Regions from separate parts of the Zea mays genome. Here regions 1 and 3 are each linked to region 2. Evidence: chromatin contacts called from public Hi-C data. All regions are on one chromosome and are shown on one strand. The core of a region is the stretch at or near the end of the contact, and the rest is flanking DNA. Distances in the headings are between cores, read along the strand shown. Region 1 holds the start of LOC100284410. Region 2 holds the start of LOC100381481 (MYB transcription factor). Region 3 holds the start of LOC100217027.

The links. Hi-C and Micro-C count contacts between places; a contact is called where the count stands out from the background.
Region 1: a contact with region 2 is called in a Hi-C map of ear, with 2.7 times the contacts expected there. The contact joins the promoter of LOC100284410 here to the promoter of LOC100381481 in region 2. A contact is called at or near these places in 3 of 25 Hi-C or Micro-C datasets (ear, leaf and tassel).
Region 3: a Hi-C map of bundle sheath shows a contact between it and region 2, with 3 times the contacts expected there. The contact joins the promoter of LOC100217027 here to the promoter of LOC100381481 in region 2. A contact is called at or near these places in 5 of 25 Hi-C or Micro-C datasets (bundle sheath, endosperm and leaf).

What each region holds. Positions count from the first base shown.
Region 1 is chr3:43,770,509-43,773,981 of Zm-B73-REFERENCE-NAM-5.0, reverse strand. LOC100284410 reads left to right here and starts at 1,712. Exons shown (of 5, transcript NM_001157305.2): 1 at 1,712-1,879; 2 at 2,068-2,223; 3 at 2,841-2,892; 4 at 2,969-3,035. The coding sequence starts at 2,068.
Region 2 is chr3:43,262,600-43,266,152 of Zm-B73-REFERENCE-NAM-5.0, reverse strand. LOC100381481 (MYB transcription factor) reads left to right here and starts at 1,326. Exons shown (of 3, transcript NM_001174317.1): 1 at 1,326-1,650; 2 at 1,766-2,239; 3 at 2,349-2,905. The coding sequence starts at 1,380. The coding sequence ends at 2,500.
Region 3 is chr3:43,560,370-43,564,178 of Zm-B73-REFERENCE-NAM-5.0, reverse strand. LOC100217027 reads left to right here and starts at 1,393. Exons shown (of 24, transcript NM_001359539.1): 1 at 1,393-1,590; 2 at 2,590-2,621; 3 at 3,423-3,654; 4 at 3,743-3,809. The coding sequence starts at 3,436.

The sequences.
Region 1 (3,473 bases), core at 463-2,962, 510 kb before region 2:
TTGGATACTAATATATTTCTCTAAGTGCTAGGAACATAGCCAAGAAAACTGGAATCGGACAGGAGAAGTTTTAGATAAGTTTAGCCAAACCTGCACCAGCCTGTAGTGCACCGGACTGTCCGGTGCCCAGGTTGGCCCGACGACGAACTCGTCGCTCTCGGGAAAAAGCGAAGGCGCCACGGCTAAAATTCACCGGACTGTCCGGTGAGCCAACGGCGCCCGCGACCAACGGTCGGCAGCGCAATCAGCGGGCGACGCCTGGCCCGCACTAACGATCAGTTGGTCACACCGGACTGTCAGGTGGGCAACGGACAGTGTCCGGTGCGCCAACGGGACCAAAGGTCCAACGGTCGTCTGCGCCCGATAAAGAAGGAGATCGGGCTCCAGACTGCTACTGTTCATGTCCGGTGGTGCACCAGACTATCCGGTGCGCCACCCGACAGAAGGCAAGAATTGCCTTCCAATTGGATCTCCAACGGCTCCTAGCTGCCTTAGGACTATAAAAGGGACCCCTAGGCGCATGGAGTAGTACACCAAGCATTCTCTGATCATCCCTAGACGCCTAGACTCCGCCACCATGCATTTGGATCACTGTGTTAGAGATTTGAGCAACATTTGAGTTGCGAACTCTCTGTGCCGTGTTTTGTGCTCACGTCTTAGCTTGAGTGTGTGTGTTTGCTGCGAATTGAGTCTTGCGTGTGTTGCTTTCCCTCCCTTACTCTTGTGCTTCTCTTGTGATCAAATATTGTAAGGGCGAGAGGCTCCAATTTGTGGAGATTCCTCGCAAACGGGAAAACTGCGAAGGAAGGAAACCATGGTACTCAAAGTTGATCATTGGATCACTTGAGAGGGATTGAGTACAATCCTTGACCGAAGGAGGTCAACACAACGTGAAGTAGGCATTGATCGAACCACGGGATAAAAATCACCGTGTCTTGTGTCCATCTTAATTGTGATTTGTTTTCTTCTAAAGTTCCCACTTTAGCAACCTGGTTTTAAATCGCACTAACACTTCATAACCAAGTTTTGGCTATTTAGTACTTGATTTTACAGGATCACCTATTCACCCCCTCTAGGAGCTCTCATGAACTCTCTTCTAATTGCTCACTTCATTGGTCGTGTTGTACCAAGACATATTGCATGGGGTAAACAATAACATCAGTTAGGCAAATAAAAAAATATTATACAGAGAGCGGAGACAATCAATAAAAAACCTTGAATTTTTTTATGGATAGTTCACGTGGGTATTATTGTAAGCCGTCGTAACGCATGGGCAACGACTAAGGGTGTGTTTGGTTTGACTTTTAGCTTTGGCTTTTGCCCCTAAAAGCCAAAGGTCAAACCAAATGGCCGAATCTGAAAGGCAGCTTTTTCTAAAAGCCGATTTTCTTGTAGTGTAAAACTGAAAGCATCTCTAGACCTGCTTTTAGTAGCTTTTATGTGGAACTGTGAAAATATATATGGAATAATTTTTAGCGGTTTTTAATGGTTTCCACTAAACGATTTTTAGCTTTTTAGCAGTTCACAGCACACAACAACTTTTTTTACAGCTCACAACAGTTTTTTCACAGCCACAGTCCAACCAAATAGACCCTAATATGCTAATATGCTTTGAAAACTTGTGATTCGGACAATTTTATTATTAAAAGATAAATTAAAAAACCTCATCAAAATAAAAAGATGTTTTCCGAGCTGCCCCAGAGGCCCAGCCCACGGTGTCAGTGTCACCTCTGCTATTTCTTCACCCGTCCGTTCACTTGCGTTCATCCGGCCTACGTTAAAATCTCTCCATCCCGGCGACGACTGGCGACAGCCGCTGCCGGCCTACTCCAGGTCCCCAGGTCTACGTCGGACCCTTCGCCGCGGCGAACACCACCAGGTAACGCAACCCTTATTCTCTCCCTGCTGTGCGAAACCGAGCACCCAAACCCTAATTTAAGCTATTTGTATTCGGATCTGATCTAATTACTACAAGTGGATATGTATTATGCCTACTAACTTTGATTTTTTGGGGAAAAATATCGGGTGTACAGAGATCTGTCACTGATTTTGCAGTCCTCTTGTCAGATGGCGAGCACGGGGCGGTCGATGCTGCTGTCACTGCTCCTCTTCGCAGTGACGCTGTCGCTGCTGGAGATGTACAGGGCCAAGTTCGCCTCGTCGGAGCTCATGACCATTGCCGGTGGATTCGTCTGCTCCCTCCTATTCCTGCTACTCCTCACCGTGCGTTTCTCCTTGTAGTTCCTGTTATTTCTAACTTTCTTTCTCGTTCCTCAAATGGTGCATTGGTGCAGAAGCCATTGGCATTGGAAATATTTGCAATTTGGCCACCCCCAAGTGGTGTTGACACTTTGCTAGTTTGCCATCTATGATTTGTGGGTCTGGTATGATTTGTGGGTCTGGTGGCAAATTAGCGAAGTCCACTGTCGATGGTGGCAAAGACATTGCCCCTCTTTCTGATTTGCTAAATTGAAGTGGTAATGTACGGCCACAGTGAAGTAGTAAATAAACATAGGGCGTGTTTGGTCAGGAACCAGCCGTCGTAAATGAGGTGGTGTACCATGCATGACTTTATCCCATGAAATTTATTTGGTGGGATGACTCCATCCTCATGCGTCATGGTGGATTAATCCATTTCATTCTAAAAACCAAACAAAAAAGTGAGTGAGATGACGATAACCATCCCCTTATGTTGGTGTGGATATCCGTTTTATGGTTACTTCTGTGTTATAACATTAATTACTTCTGGATTCGTCGGCTCTTCATCAAGATTCAAGAAGTGTGCTTACTGCTTGGAATTTTGTCTTATTATGAACTGATAATTGGAACAACTTTTGCAGTTTATTGGAAACTATCAAGAAGCTAGTGGAGATAGAACTGGGTGGGGTGCAGGTATGTATGGCATATGATCTCTCATGTCTTCTCATAGTCTTTTTTTGACTTTGATCACTGTCGCTCCTCCTTGCAGTTGTTGTAGCACAACTTGTAGCTCTTATTGTAGCCGGCACTGTCCACCGTGTCTGTATCACAACATGGTATGTTACCTTGAACACACACCAATGATTTTTTACCAGCCATTAGCATTTATTCTGCCTCATGGATCCATCAATGCTTCCTTTGTGTTAAATAAGGAATTTGTTGAGAACTTAGCATTATCGATAGGTCATAGGTGCTAGTTTGAACATTCTATTGGAATGTTTGTCTATGAGGTTTTCTCTGTTCTGATGCCAGGAAAAGAAAACAAGTCACTTGTTTAGGTAAAGGAGTTGGAACCTCGAATTGTTAATTGAGTCATGTGCAAAACTTAGTTTATTGTTATTAAGGCATGCATCATATATATTTCTTGTGAACCTGGGATTTTTTCTTTCTGGTGCTGTCATCTTAAGGTCAAAATGCATAGTTCACGTGTTCAACCTCAAAACAGTCTAGTGTCAACATAGATAACATACAATCATACATTATGTACTGGTTGG
Region 2 (3,553 bases), core at 77-2,576:
AATAGGGGTGCACGAGACATGATTTACGAACAAAATCTAGTCACTGTCACACTATTCACAACAGATACATAGACTTTGAACCTTAAAAAAACATACACATCTTATAGAAAGAAGTTTTTTTTTTCAAAAAAAATATCAATATGGAGTATCGTGCGGTATAAACCCACAGTGTTCAACTTATATTGCATCATTTAATTATCATGTTCAAAAGTCTAAAGGGATGTTTGTTTTGTAGGGACTAATTTTTAGTAGCTTCTCCTTCGATCTATGGTGCAAGCGAAGGTGCATGGTCTTATTGGTGCTGACCAATAATCCTAGCGTTTCGGTTGGCATGCAATGCTTAATGAACGTCCATGGTTTTGCCTCGTTCAACACGAACATGTCTAAAAACACGTCGACCGTCGATTTGAGCTAGTTTGCGGATGATGTTTATTAGAACCGCATCTTCCATGGCGCCTCTCAGTTTCCTCCTATAGGCAGCTCATGAACTCGTTACGTATCCTTTGATATGCGCTAGCACGTACCACGGTCCACGTGGCTTCTCTCTTGCTATAAAAGAATTACGTACATGTCAAAACATGATGAGATCGTCTCGCACTCTTAAGTGACTACCCCGGCAAAAAAAGAATAAATGTTCTGCACATCGTTTTTAGGTGTGATGGTGCTAATAATAAATGGCAAGAGCGGGCAGATGATCGGTGTGGTTCGAAGGAGGATAGAGAGAAGGGAAGCGGGAGCAAACCGTCAAGGGTTGGGTTGGGTGGGTGCGCATAGATAGAGACCAGGGCGCGGCGCCTGTGGTGGGTTTTTGTCAAGCCCGGGAGGGACAGCGCTTCCGCTCTCGGTAGTGGTTGGGGTTGGAGTTGGACTCCCCAAACCCACACGAGCGGCCGGCCTCTCTCTGAACCTGAACACCAGGGCCACCAATCGGAAAAAACAAATCCGTATAAATTCTCTCTCTCCTCCCGGTCTCCCCCCCCCCCTCTCTCTCTCTCTCTCTCTGGCTGGCTGCAGTTCTCGTCTGCAGGACGACACAAGAACAACACGGCCATCAGTCTCAAAGAAAGGGCAGGGGAAGCCTGAAAGCGCAACCAAACCAATCGCATCTCCCACTCGAAGAAGGCAGGCATCCAAAAGACCTACTGTCCGTCAGTAGTACATACGTCCGTACGTAGAGTAGAGACCAAAACAAGCAAGCGTTTATTTTGTGCTCGTTTACGTTTAGTTGTGTGTGATCAATTAGCCAGCCGCCGCTGCCGCGGCGTCCGCGTCCTCCTATATCAGCCCCGCCTCCCTTCCTTTGCAGCAGCAACCTCCCTTCCTTTCCCTTCCCCACCCCTCCTGCTGCAGTCTCTCCTCCTCAGCGGACCCGGTCCTGGATGGCCGCCTTCTTCGCTGCTGCTCCGCCGCCGGCGGCGGGTGCTCTCGCGTCGTTCCACCACGAGGAGCAGCAGCGTCAGGACGCCGCCGAGGAGCTGTACCACGTGGACGACGACGTCGGCGAGGGCGGCTGCGGCGCAGGACAGCAGGGGAAGCTGTGCGCCAGGGGCCACTGGCGCCCCGCCGAGGACGCCAAGCTCAAGGAGCTCGTCGCGCAGTACGGGCCCCAGAACTGGAACCTCATCGCCGAGAGGCTGGACGGCAGATCAGGTAAAAATGCGAGCACGCAATGCGGGGTACTGCTGGCCTGCTGCTTGCTTCGTCGTGTCCCTGACCTTCTCTCTGTCTCTCTCTTGTCTGATGGAACAATGGACACACCGCGCAGGGAAGAGCTGCCGCCTGCGGTGGTTCAACCAGCTGGACCCGCGGATCAACCGCCGGGCCTTCTCCGGCGAGGAGGAGGAGCGGCTGCTGGCGGCGCACCGCGCGTACGGCAACAAGTGGGCGCTCATCGCGCGCCTCTTCCCCGGCCGCACCGACAACGCCGTCAAGAACCACTGGCACGTCCTCATGGCGCGCAAGCAGCGGGAGCACACCGGCGCGCTCCGCCGGCGCAAACCCTCGTCCTCGCCGGACCCGGCGCCGCCGACGTCGCACTTGGCGCCCGTCGTCGTCCTCCACCACCACCACCACCAGCACCACGCCGGCTCGCCTCCGCGCACCGTCGCCGCCGCTCACGCGCAGTACACGGCAGCGGACACCCGCGCGCACAGCGGCGGCGAGTCCGACGAGACCGCGTCCACCTGCACCACCGACCTGTCCCTCGGCTCCGCCGCCGCCCCCTGCTTCTACCAGAGTGGTACGTACGTACAACGGCACGGCAAATGCTTTGCTCTGTCAGTCTCTCTGATGGTGACGGCCTGGCGTGCTCACAACACATGTCCTACGTACGTGCGTTCGTCCCGCAGGCTACGACGCGGCTCCGCGCGCCGCGGCGTTCGCGCCCAGCGCGCGCTCCGCCTTCTCCGCGCCGCCGGCGTCGGCGCGCCATGGCGAGTCACGCTCCGACGACAAGGCGTCGCCGCCCTTCTTCGACTTCCTCGGCGTCGGCGCGGCATGATCGGGGAGGGGGGCCCCCCGCGGCGGTGTACAGGAGGCGGGCCGAAAGACGCGTAGTTTAGCTTTAGGGTCCAGTTAATGATCAAGAACATGGCCTGAGAGAGGAGAAAGAATGGTGATGGAACTGCAGAGTACTAACAAATTCCTCATCGATTTTTTTTTGCCGCTGACGTTGCTAGTAACAGTATGGCGATTTGACTGCTCGGCTTGGGTTGGGACTTGGGAGACGAGTTGCAAGCGCTACTACACCAAGGGCAAGCGTGGGAGATTGACATGGATGAAGGAAAGAAACCGCTTGCGAGTTGCGACACAAACTGCAAGGCGAAGGCAGATCAGATCCTCTGCTGCCTTGCCTCTTCTGTTCACACCCTCTCTCTCTCTCTCTATATATATATTCTTTTCATGCGCCGTTCTGTTCTGGTCTAGGATATTTATTTATTTCTCGCCTTTCTTTTTCCTTTCTTTCTTTTTCCTCTCACTTCTCTTCCCCTTTGCATGAAGAAGAAGAAGAAACCAGGAACCAGTTCCCTGCATTGCAGTGCCACCCGCCCCGTGCATTGCGAATTGGCAATCTCGCTCTCCTGAAACTTGCCTGCGCTAGCTCTTCTCTTCGCCTCCCCTTCCTGGTTTCGCGCGCTCCGTTGCTGGACTGTTGCCCCCGAATCTCCTGCGAGCCAACGGAAACTGCTGTTGCAACGCGATGCGGTCGACGTGTGATGCAGAACAGATTAGTTGGCGTCCGTCAGCGGGGGCGCAAGCGCAACAAAAGCATGGCTCGGTTTGCAACAGATTCGGTGCATAGTAGCAGTTGCGGTGCAGCGGTGGGGTTTTGACTAGAGTCGTTGGGCATCCGTTTCCGATCCATCGTCCCAACGCAGATCAGGTCAGGCCTGACTCCAGTAGCAGCAGCAGGACGGGTTTATGTGCTTAGAGATCGCACGCACGGCACGGTGATCAACAAGCAAGGATGTTTTTTTTTTTTTTGCATCTCAGCTTACATCTCTAACGAGAACGGGATGACAAGTGCATTTGGTTCGAACTGAAGAAATCTGGG
Region 3 (3,809 bases), core at 144-2,643, 300 kb before region 2:
TCCATTCTCGCGTGCTGGAGGAGGCGACGAGGAGCCTAGCCGCAGCGGCAGGTGGCAAAGCACGGGGATTCCCTGTCCGCAGAATTCTCTGCCCGCAGTGATGGAGAAGGAAATGCCGCAGCCATCCTTTCGAAGGCCTGCCCAAACTGTTTTACGAAAACGGAAGCGACACCAGCCGGCCGAAGGGAGGACGATCTGCCAGCCTACGCGACCCTTGCGTTGCCGCTGCCACCCCGCCGCACTGTTGAATGCTCCGGGTCCACTGTGCGTCATACGAAGCACTCTGCGGGCCCACTTGTATGTGGCACGAGGTTCGTAGACCCGGTGTAGCTGTAGGGTGCCGTGGTTGCAGCCAGGAGCGCAGCAGGGTCTGTTTGGTTGGGCTGTGGCTGTGAAAAAAGTTGCTGTGAACTGTGAGCTGTGGAAAAAGCTGCTGTAGGCTGTAAGCTGTTAAAAAGCTAAAAACCATTTGGTGGAAACCACTAAAAGTCGTTAAAAATTCTTCGATATATGTTTTCACAGTTCCATCCAAAAAGCCACTAAAAGCAGGTCCAGGGGTGCTTTTAGATTTGCACTACGAGAAAGTCGGCTTTTAAAAAAAGCTGCTTCCTGGATCCAGCCCTTTGGTTGGCTTTTGGCTTTAGGGGGGCAAAAGCCAAAGCCAAAAGTCAAACCAAACACACCCAAAACCGATGCGTGGATATTATCCCCGAGGAGATCCTACCGGTTCGGTTCGGTGACGGCGCCGTAAGCTAACGGCTTCGATCCGCCCGCATGTACAGGTGTCCTGCCCCGCACGGCCGTCGGATTCGGATCCGGGGAAGACTGGAGTTTGCTTTCCGCCGTTACGCTAACGCCGTACCAGACGGATGGGACGCTCTGTGCACGGTCGGCGATCTGCAGTGACACTCCCGAGTCCCGACTCCCAAGCGGCGGCCTCGGGCAACACCTTTTGTTTCACTGACTGCTGGGACCAAACAGCACACGGACCCCGTGTCAGTGCGGGCTGGGGGCATGCGCCGGGTCGTCAGTCGCCACCGATGGTGCTGGCGCCTGGTGCGTCTTCCGGTTCCGGGCACACGCACTAGTCAAGGCAGGATATGGGTCGCCGGCTCGCCGCGGAGGCAGCGGGTTCCCTCTACCCGGAAGAACCACCAGTGACAATGACTGGTAGGGTACACTCTTACGTGGCCCACGAATCAGTGGAGTAGTTGTTGCGTCCGATGCTGCTTTGGCGTGCAACGAGGAAGTGGAGAGCACGGTGCGCGTGAGTGCGTGAGGAGCCTACCGCGTCCAATGCTCCCCTCCACGTGTCACCAGGTCACGACCTCATGTTCCGGGCTCTCCCAACGCACGGTCCAGATTGGCCGATCGGAGCCCACAGGTGGGCCCGCGCGGGCAGGTGCGGAATGACCTCACTGTCCTTCCCTCGGCGGTAACGGAAACTCCTCCGCTCCGCTCCTCACTCCCGCTCCCCCGCTCGCTGTTGGTGGAAATCTAGGGTTTCGGTGGGGTTCTTGCCGCTGCGGTTGTTCGTGCGGCGCGGATTTAGGGAGGGTTCTGAGGCGAGGGCTTTTGCCCCCTCGAGCGGTGTGTTCTTCGGTTCTTTGTCCCTTTTTTTCGTTTCAAGATTCAAGAGCACTGCATTGCGGTCTGCGCTTACAAATGTGTTGTCTTTGGGCATGGGTCGTGCTGTCTTTGCTGGATTATTCTACGATTTTAGGCATGTTTCTATTGTTTGCCATCGAACCGTTCGAGTTCGAGTCCTCTCTCAGTGTGGATTCTTGGTAATGGCCCCCGTGGCGCGCATGTGGCAGCGTTTGTGGTTTTTAATTTCGTTGATTCTTTTTATGCCTCTTTCTGATTTTCATTGTTCTATATGGAGGGTTTTTTCTTGTTTTCCTGCTTCAATGGCAATGGTCTGCGTTTTTCTGGCTGTAATGGCAATAGTCTGCTTTTTCCTCTTTTTTCGTCGCTCATTTTACTTGACGTGTTTTCTCCTCTTTTTGAGCCTTTCTACTTATATGGAGGTATTCACTATTCAGTATTCAGGTTTTCTTGTTTGTCATCTTAATTTTTTGCACGTTTTTTATAGCTGGTTTATGGTGCTGCAGCTCATCACATTAAAGATCTGTTTTTTCTATGCGTTCTTTAGTTTCTGGGAGGTTTATGGCGGCACTGTTCATTTCTAGATATCCGTTCGGTGTTTGATAAACACGCATCTCTGGAACGTTCATTCTTAAGGATATTATTGACTTATTCTGGAAGGTTCATCCACAAGGATTTTAGTGTGGCGTTGTTCTTGTTAATTAATTTTCCTTAATTTTTTGGGTACGCGCTGCAATTTTCTTTGCCTTTTCTTGTTTCTTGGAGTCTTGGAAATTTCGCCATGATTCCCGAAAGGATAATGACGCACTTTTTTCTTGGCCTTTTTCCTGGATTTATTCCCATTTTCAAATCTTTTGCATTTTTAGGGTCTATATAGTATATAGATATATAATTACATGACTATTATTGTAATCCATTACATCCTCCTTTATTTATGGTCGTGTTAGATGATTTAATTCGTTTTCATTTGTTGATGAGCAGATTTGCAGCTTTGGGTCCGATACAGTGCTCATGTGAGTATATATGCCATATAGTTTACTGTTTTGTGTGAGCATGTAGAACGTCTCCTATAATGGACTAGTAGGATGTTTCTGTATGAGTTTTGTCACTAGAAAATCTTCTATGAACTCTGGTAGTGTGTCGTGTTGAGGTCCGTGTTTATTACTGTTTCCATAGTCTGTGAGATGATCATGATTTCATGTTCTTTTTAAAAAAATTGTAAGGTCACAGCAATTGGGCTTTGCCTACCTGCATCATTCTTACATCTATACTATACAGCGACTTCTTCTCTTACTGCTTTAATCATATGAAGTATTGGGAAACAAAACAAAGCCAGATATTTAATTTTAAGCATTCCAATTTTATTGACGTTAGCGTGGGCTGCAAAATAATAAAGTATCCTGATGTTACATTTGTGTTGCATATTTCGTGGTGATGGGACTTCGGAGTAAACATTTGTGGTTTACTGAAATGTATACCGTTTGCAAAATGTAATTAGTTGGCAGCTGATATTACTTTAGAGAATGTGTATTGTTGGAGGTGTGGCATCAGATAGGGACTCCCATTAGTGGTTTTAAGTTTAGATTTAACACTTTTTAAACAGTTCATGTTTGCACCAACTTAATTCCTAGTTTTTGTTGCTTCAGCTTGTTGCAATATTGCTGTACTCAGATGTTCTATCTCTGTTGGAAGGGTGATTTTACCTGTATACTTGTCCTTCTGCTGCTTCAGTTGCTTTGCTGCTTGCTTGAATTATACAGCTAGTGCCTACACAAATGTCTGATTGGGGTTGCTTTGGATACCTACTCATGCAGCAAGGCTCACTAAATGGAGTCTCACAATGGCGAGGCCAATGACTTGCCTCCACCACCTCCTCTGATTGCTGGTGTTGAACCACTTAAAGCTGATGAAACAAAGATGCCATTGAAACCTAGGAGTCTGGTCCAGAGAAATGGATTTGGCAGAAAGGGGCAGCCAATAAAGCTGATAACAAATCACTTCAAAGTTTCTCTTGTGAATGCTGAAGAATTTTTCTACCATTACTATGTGCGTCTCTAATCCTTGCCCTGTGCCATTTCTTTATTTTCATCCTCATACCTTTATTATCAATGCTGCTATCTTTTACTGGTTGCAGGTCAATTTGAAGTATGAAGATGATACACCGGTTGATCGCAAAGGGTCAGGAAGGAAAGTGATTGAAA